Regions from separate parts of the Mus musculus genome. Here region 1 is linked to region 2. A link is a contact called in public HiChIP or PLAC-seq data. All regions are on one chromosome and are shown on one strand. The core of a region is the stretch at or near the end of the contact, and the rest is flanking DNA. Distances in the headings are between cores, read along the strand shown.

Region 1 (2,700 bases), core at 174-2,673, 1.2 Mb after region 2:
ATAATATACCCCTGTCATAGTCACACAAAATACTCTACTTCCTTAGGTTTTTTTTGTTTTTTTGTTTTTTTAAAAGCACAGCTCTACAAAAAACAAAATAGTCAAATACACATTTAAAAAAAAAAGCTAAGGTTAACTTTAAAAATTAAAGCTTGTACCAGTTTTGTGTGGATTTTGACTTGAAAGCCCACATTCCAAAGAAAATGGCATGGTGCAGATGAATTTGCCCAAGGAGATAGATGGTCTTCTATTTAGAGCAGTATTTTGCTCAATACAGGGAAATTAATACATTACTATATCCCTTTAAACCTCAAATCCTATGAGATAGAACAGTGCCACTCACTAGCTCCTGAGGGTGACACACAGCCTGAGTCAGGTATTGCACACAGTGATACAGGCCGGTGCTATGAGCCACCACTATTAGCAGTCCTAGAGGACAGGCAGACCTACCATACAGCCTCACAGTGAGCAGGACTCTAAGACTGCTGAGTTTGCAAACTCCTGTAGGACAAACTTAACTAACATAGCTTCATCAACTCTATAAACACTCAATCATGGAAGGATTTGACTAAACAGGATGAGGTTTAAGGCAGGAATTCACAGGCTTGGACTTTTCGTTCCCTCCAGTTTATAATAGGAAAGAACCCACAGATTTATAGACTGATAGTAGAAATCTAAAAAAATGTTCCCACCAAGAGGAGAGGGAGAGAGGGAGGGAGAGGGGGAGAGGGGGGTAGAGAGGGGTAGTGGGGGAGGGGAGGGGAGGAGGAGAGGGGAGAAAGATTGATTTAAAAAAAATGACCTTATCACCACTGGCCAATGATGTCACCAATTGTTTTTCCCCAGAAAAGCCTCATAAAAACCCAAAAGGAGCTCAACAACTAGAAAACCCTGGAACATGGCACTCCCAGAAGAAAAGAAAGCCTACCTTTCCCCGTGTCTCATTTTATATGGCTGTTCATGTGTATCCCTTCAATATCTTTTAATAGCAAACAAGCTAGCCTAGGTAAAATGATATTCTAAGTAGGTCTCTCTAGCAACTTGAGAGGGAGATTAGAAACATGCCATAGAGCTCAACAGAAACCAAAGGTGGTCTGTGCTTGGTTTCTGCAGTGGAGTTCACTCCTATAACTTCTGAAATCTAATATAATCTCCAAATAGTGCTCAAATTGAAGCAAATTATAAGATATCAGTAAGTGCTCCCTAAAGATGTGACTATTGATTATGGGTGTCAGAATTCCCTAGACACCTAATATCGGGGGTACTGAGTGGTCTGACAGTATGAAAAATACTGTCACCTATGAAAAAGTAAGAAAGCAAGAAAGAATTCAATAAAATGTTCAACTGGCTTCCTAAGTTCCTTTGTTGAAGCATTTGTATGGCAGTCACTGTTGGATACGCCTTAGAGTAAAATGTGAGACATCAAATGACACAATGCAGGCTTTGTTTCAAGTTCTGACTACCATTTTTCTGGCAAACCATTCAACCTCCCTGACAAAAGTTTTCTCACATACAAAATGCAAATGATAAAACCAAGATTAGTTGAAAAAATGTGTGTCAAATACTGAGAGAACGAGTTAATGCAAAGTATACAAAATAAACAGGACAAAATTAACACAAAGTAGCTCATTTTTTCACTTGTAACATATTTTCTAACAATGCTGTTACCACAAACATGCTCAGCTACAGAAACACTGCCATCCATATGCTGCCCAGGACAGGCAAGACTTTCCTGAGAGCATTCTAAGTTCTATCAGTTCCTGCCTATGGTTTCTGTTAAGTAGTCCTGCTGGCTACTTGAATTTTACAACAAAACAAAAATCAGTGCTGGTAAGAACAATTATAATGAATTATTAGAAAAGTAAGAAAAAGGAAATAAAATTGGCATATTAACTCACATACTCAAACGAGGATCTTAGAATTACATGCTACTATCTATCTTCCAGGAATATTAAAAGCACATAGAGCATGCAATCATCACTATTTGTCAAACCTTCTTCAGGGAGCCAAAGAGAGGCACATTATTCTCTTATGACTTGAACTACAGGGCTAATCATTTGTGGGTCTATTTCTAATGCTTACTCAATGACAAGTATTTACTAAATAGCAAGTAAAGTCTATAAAAGACAGTATGTGTTGTGTTTAGTGAAGGATTCAGTCAACAGACAGTATTTTTAACGGAACATTTTTGTTCAAAGTACATGAAGCAGTAAGGAAACTAAGGTTGTTTCTCTAGCTTTGTTAGTATTTTATCATATGTAGATAAAAGGAATAAAGCTAGGCAAATTTCCTTTGTAACTATTAAAACATATTTATCATTCTTATTATATTATTGTTTATGCCAGTACTTACCTGTTCTTTATGTTGTTTACCAAACAGACAAGTACCAAATGAAAACACCTTCCCTTCTCACCTCATTATCAACACTCTAGGGAGCACATCAGGGTTGGGAGGAAGGCTCAGAGGGTAAAATACTAGCTATTCAAGAGGGAGAAACAGTTTGGATCTTCAGAACCCATGTAAAAGTCGTGTGGGTGTAAGATCCACCTATAATCCTAATACACATGAAATGAAGACACAGAGAATCCCTGGAGCTATTCAGGTACTAGCTTCTGCCAACAAATGGGAGACCACGAATCAATATATAGGGTGGAGAATTCAAATGAGAGACTCTGACACAAATACCTAAGGCAGAGAGCA
Region 2 (2,700 bases), core at 138-2,637:
TAACTCCCAAAACATCTCCTAATATGTTTGGTAACTTAGTAGGTGAGTGCTGCCCTTATGTGAATGGGTGTGGGCATCTCTACTTGAACACGGAAAACCCACCATAGGCCACACCTACCCAGAATGACTCTCCCTCCCCTACCCCAGCAGCTACCAATTGCCAATAGCATCTCCATAAGGGTGGAGCCAGGAGAAGAAAGGCTTCCTTCTACCTGACTGCTTTCCCACAACTCCATGTCCCTCGGATAGTGACTGGATACTAAGATTTTTCTATTTCCCTAATGAGATGCTACACAATAATAACGTTGTCGAGCCACATAACCACACCAAGGAGCAAACCTCAAAATCTTGGTGAGAGGGAAAGATGCCAGAAAGCAAAGGGAAGCTGCTGCTGGAGCCAACCTGTAGGGAGTGTGTGCAGGGATGCACACGTACTTATGTATATACATAGTGTGTGCATGAGAGAGAATGAATGAATGAGTGAATGAATGAATGAAAAATATTTTATCCTTGTTGGTATTTAGGGTTGGTATCTAGTGGTGAGTGTTAATGACAAAAAATTCTCTTATCTAGGGCATATTTAATTTCTTGTTAAAACCTTTGAAACTAGGTGGTCAATAGACTCAGAAAAATCAAATTAACAAAATGAGCCAGGAAGATTGTTACTGAATTACAAATAATTCTCTGTGGGACTCCAGGAAGGTGGTTGATGAGGGGCCAGATTGAAAGGCTCTGCCACAGCCTTCTTATTTCTGGAACATTCTATTTGAAGTCTGGACGCTGTTATCGGAAACGATAAAGATGCTCTTAGGTGTGTCCATTCAGAATTCTCCCTATTAGCCACAAGGTGTCAGGGCAGCCCACTTTAAAGCATTTTTCAGTGTTCCACTGAGGATCCCCAGAGGTCTGCTTAGGGTGGGAGTCAGACAAGGACCTTTTGAGGTTTCCCACAGAGAACTTCCCCGCGCTGGTGCACGCTGAATGAGGGACTCCTGCCAGGCCTTGTCCTCTGAGAGCAGGCATGCAGGGACCTTCTGTAGGATTTGCATTTTTATTCACCTCCCAGTGCCAGGCGGACGCCCCAGGAAGCATTAGCACAGAGACAGGAAGGCCAAGCTGTCACTTCTCAGGCAATTTTGCCTGTGTATAAAATGAGCGTTTTGAGATCCTGGTATCATAATTTTATCCAGGATGCATGAGCATCTGTACACGAAGGTTTGCAGTGGCTGGGTCGAGAGGCTGCATCCTAATTAATGTCTGTCTTGGACCACTCCAGACCCCGCCCCACTGTTCCAACCGTCTTTCACACCTGCCACTACTGCTGGAGGAGTGGGGTGGACAGCGGAAGGACCTGCAAGAGGACAACACAGGGCCTTATTCTTCCTACTGGCAGGGACCCAGAGAAGCTGGTCCGCTCCACAGACTGTCTTCCTGCCAGCCAGTCCTGTCCCCAAGCAGAAGCTGTGGCCTGGCGGGAGATCATTTTTCTTTAGCACCTGTGTAAGAAGGAGAGGATGTTTGAGGAGAAACAGCAATACTCCACCAAGAGTAAACAAAGGCGAGGGCTGAGCCATAGCTTTTTAACCAACTCCTCAGCCAGCAAGCTTCTGGTAGTGGGACCTGGCTCTAAGAGATCACTGGAAAAAAAAAATCTAGCTCAACTAAGCAGTTGTTCTTTGTGTTGTTGTGAGTCTTTTCATCTCTCTCCCCCCAATATCCTCTCTCTGAGAAATTATGCACATAAAAGATACACACAGCACAATCAATGATTCATGGCTGTGAGCTCTCCTGTGGTTTCCTGGAGATCTCTAGATGTCAAAACAGTACCAGGTTTTTACATGTTTTAGAAAACCAGTTTTAATTTTGCATTTTATTTATATGCGCATACATGGGTGTCTACAGAGGCCAGGAGAGGACAATAGATCCCCTGGAGCTGGGGCTACAGGCTGTTGTAAGCTGCCCTGCAGGTCCTGGGTGCTGGGTACCAATCTTGGTTATATGGGAGAGCAGGATGTGCTCTCAGCCTCAGAGCATCTCTTCCCTCAAAAGGCTGCAAGCTAATGAAAAACAATAACAATAACAGGACCTCCTAAAATATCAGAAAATAAAAATAACTACAGGCAGAATTTTATCGATCCCAAGTGGTCTCGTGACCTCTCTAAGTTGGTGATTTTCTCACCTATGAGAGACTGTGTGGCCTGAAATATCCTGTGTTGGTTTGTATATTCTTGGTCCAGGGAGTGGCACTATCAGGAGGCATGGCCTCGTTGGAGTAGGTGTGTCACTACAGGCATGGACTTAAAGACCTTCATCCTAGCTGCCTGGAAGCCAGTATTCTGCTAGCAGCCTTCAAATGAAGATGTAGAATTCTCAGCTCCTCCTGCACAATGCCTGCCTGGATGCTGCCATACTCCTAACTTGATGATAATGGACTGAACCTCTGAACCTGTAAGCCAGTCCCAGTTAAATGTTGTCCATGTAAGAGTTGCCTTGGTCATGGTGTCTGTTCACAGCAGTACAACCCTAGCTAAGACTTACCCTATGCATCAAGAGAGGTTCTTCTATGTGGAAGAATAAACCATGCAGTTTCTATTGTCTCTATGTTAAAGAACTGCCAAAGGCTACTTTTGAGGACATTTTCCCCTCCACTGTGTGTGTGCATGTGTGTGCATGAATGCACATTTGCATATATGTGTGCAC

Evidence for each region. HiChIP or PLAC-seq counts read pairs in DNA pulled down with a chosen protein or histone mark.
Region 1: a contact with region 2 is called in an H3K27ac HiChIP or PLAC-seq map of oligodendrocyte precursor cells, with 12 times the contacts expected there. The contact joins two enhancer-like sites. A contact is called at or near these places in 3 of 115 datasets of contacts at active chromatin or transcription factors (astrocytes, oligodendrocyte precursor cells and stem cell-derived neural progenitor cells).

Annotation. Positions count from the first base shown.
Region 1 is chr17:10,268,263-10,270,962 of GRCm38.p6, forward strand. The region is part of intron 3 of Qk (quaking); the gene reads right to left. Among named protein-coding and RNA genes, the nearest start is that of Qk, 50 kb to the right of the region's middle. Within about 2 kb of position 1,424, at least 28 of the 459 cell types and tissues checked have an H3K27ac peak or open chromatin away from gene starts, as enhancers often do. A contact at or near this core is called in oligodendrocyte precursor cells and stem cell-derived neural progenitor cells, where this site is marked.
Region 2 is chr17:9,022,409-9,025,108 of GRCm38.p6, forward strand. No RefSeq gene overlaps it. Among named protein-coding and RNA genes, the nearest start is that of 1700010I14Rik, 35 kb to the left of the region's middle. Within about 2 kb of position 1,388, at least 27 of the 459 cell types and tissues checked have an H3K27ac peak or open chromatin away from gene starts, as enhancers often do. A contact at or near this core is called in oligodendrocyte precursor cells and stem cell-derived neural progenitor cells, where this site is marked.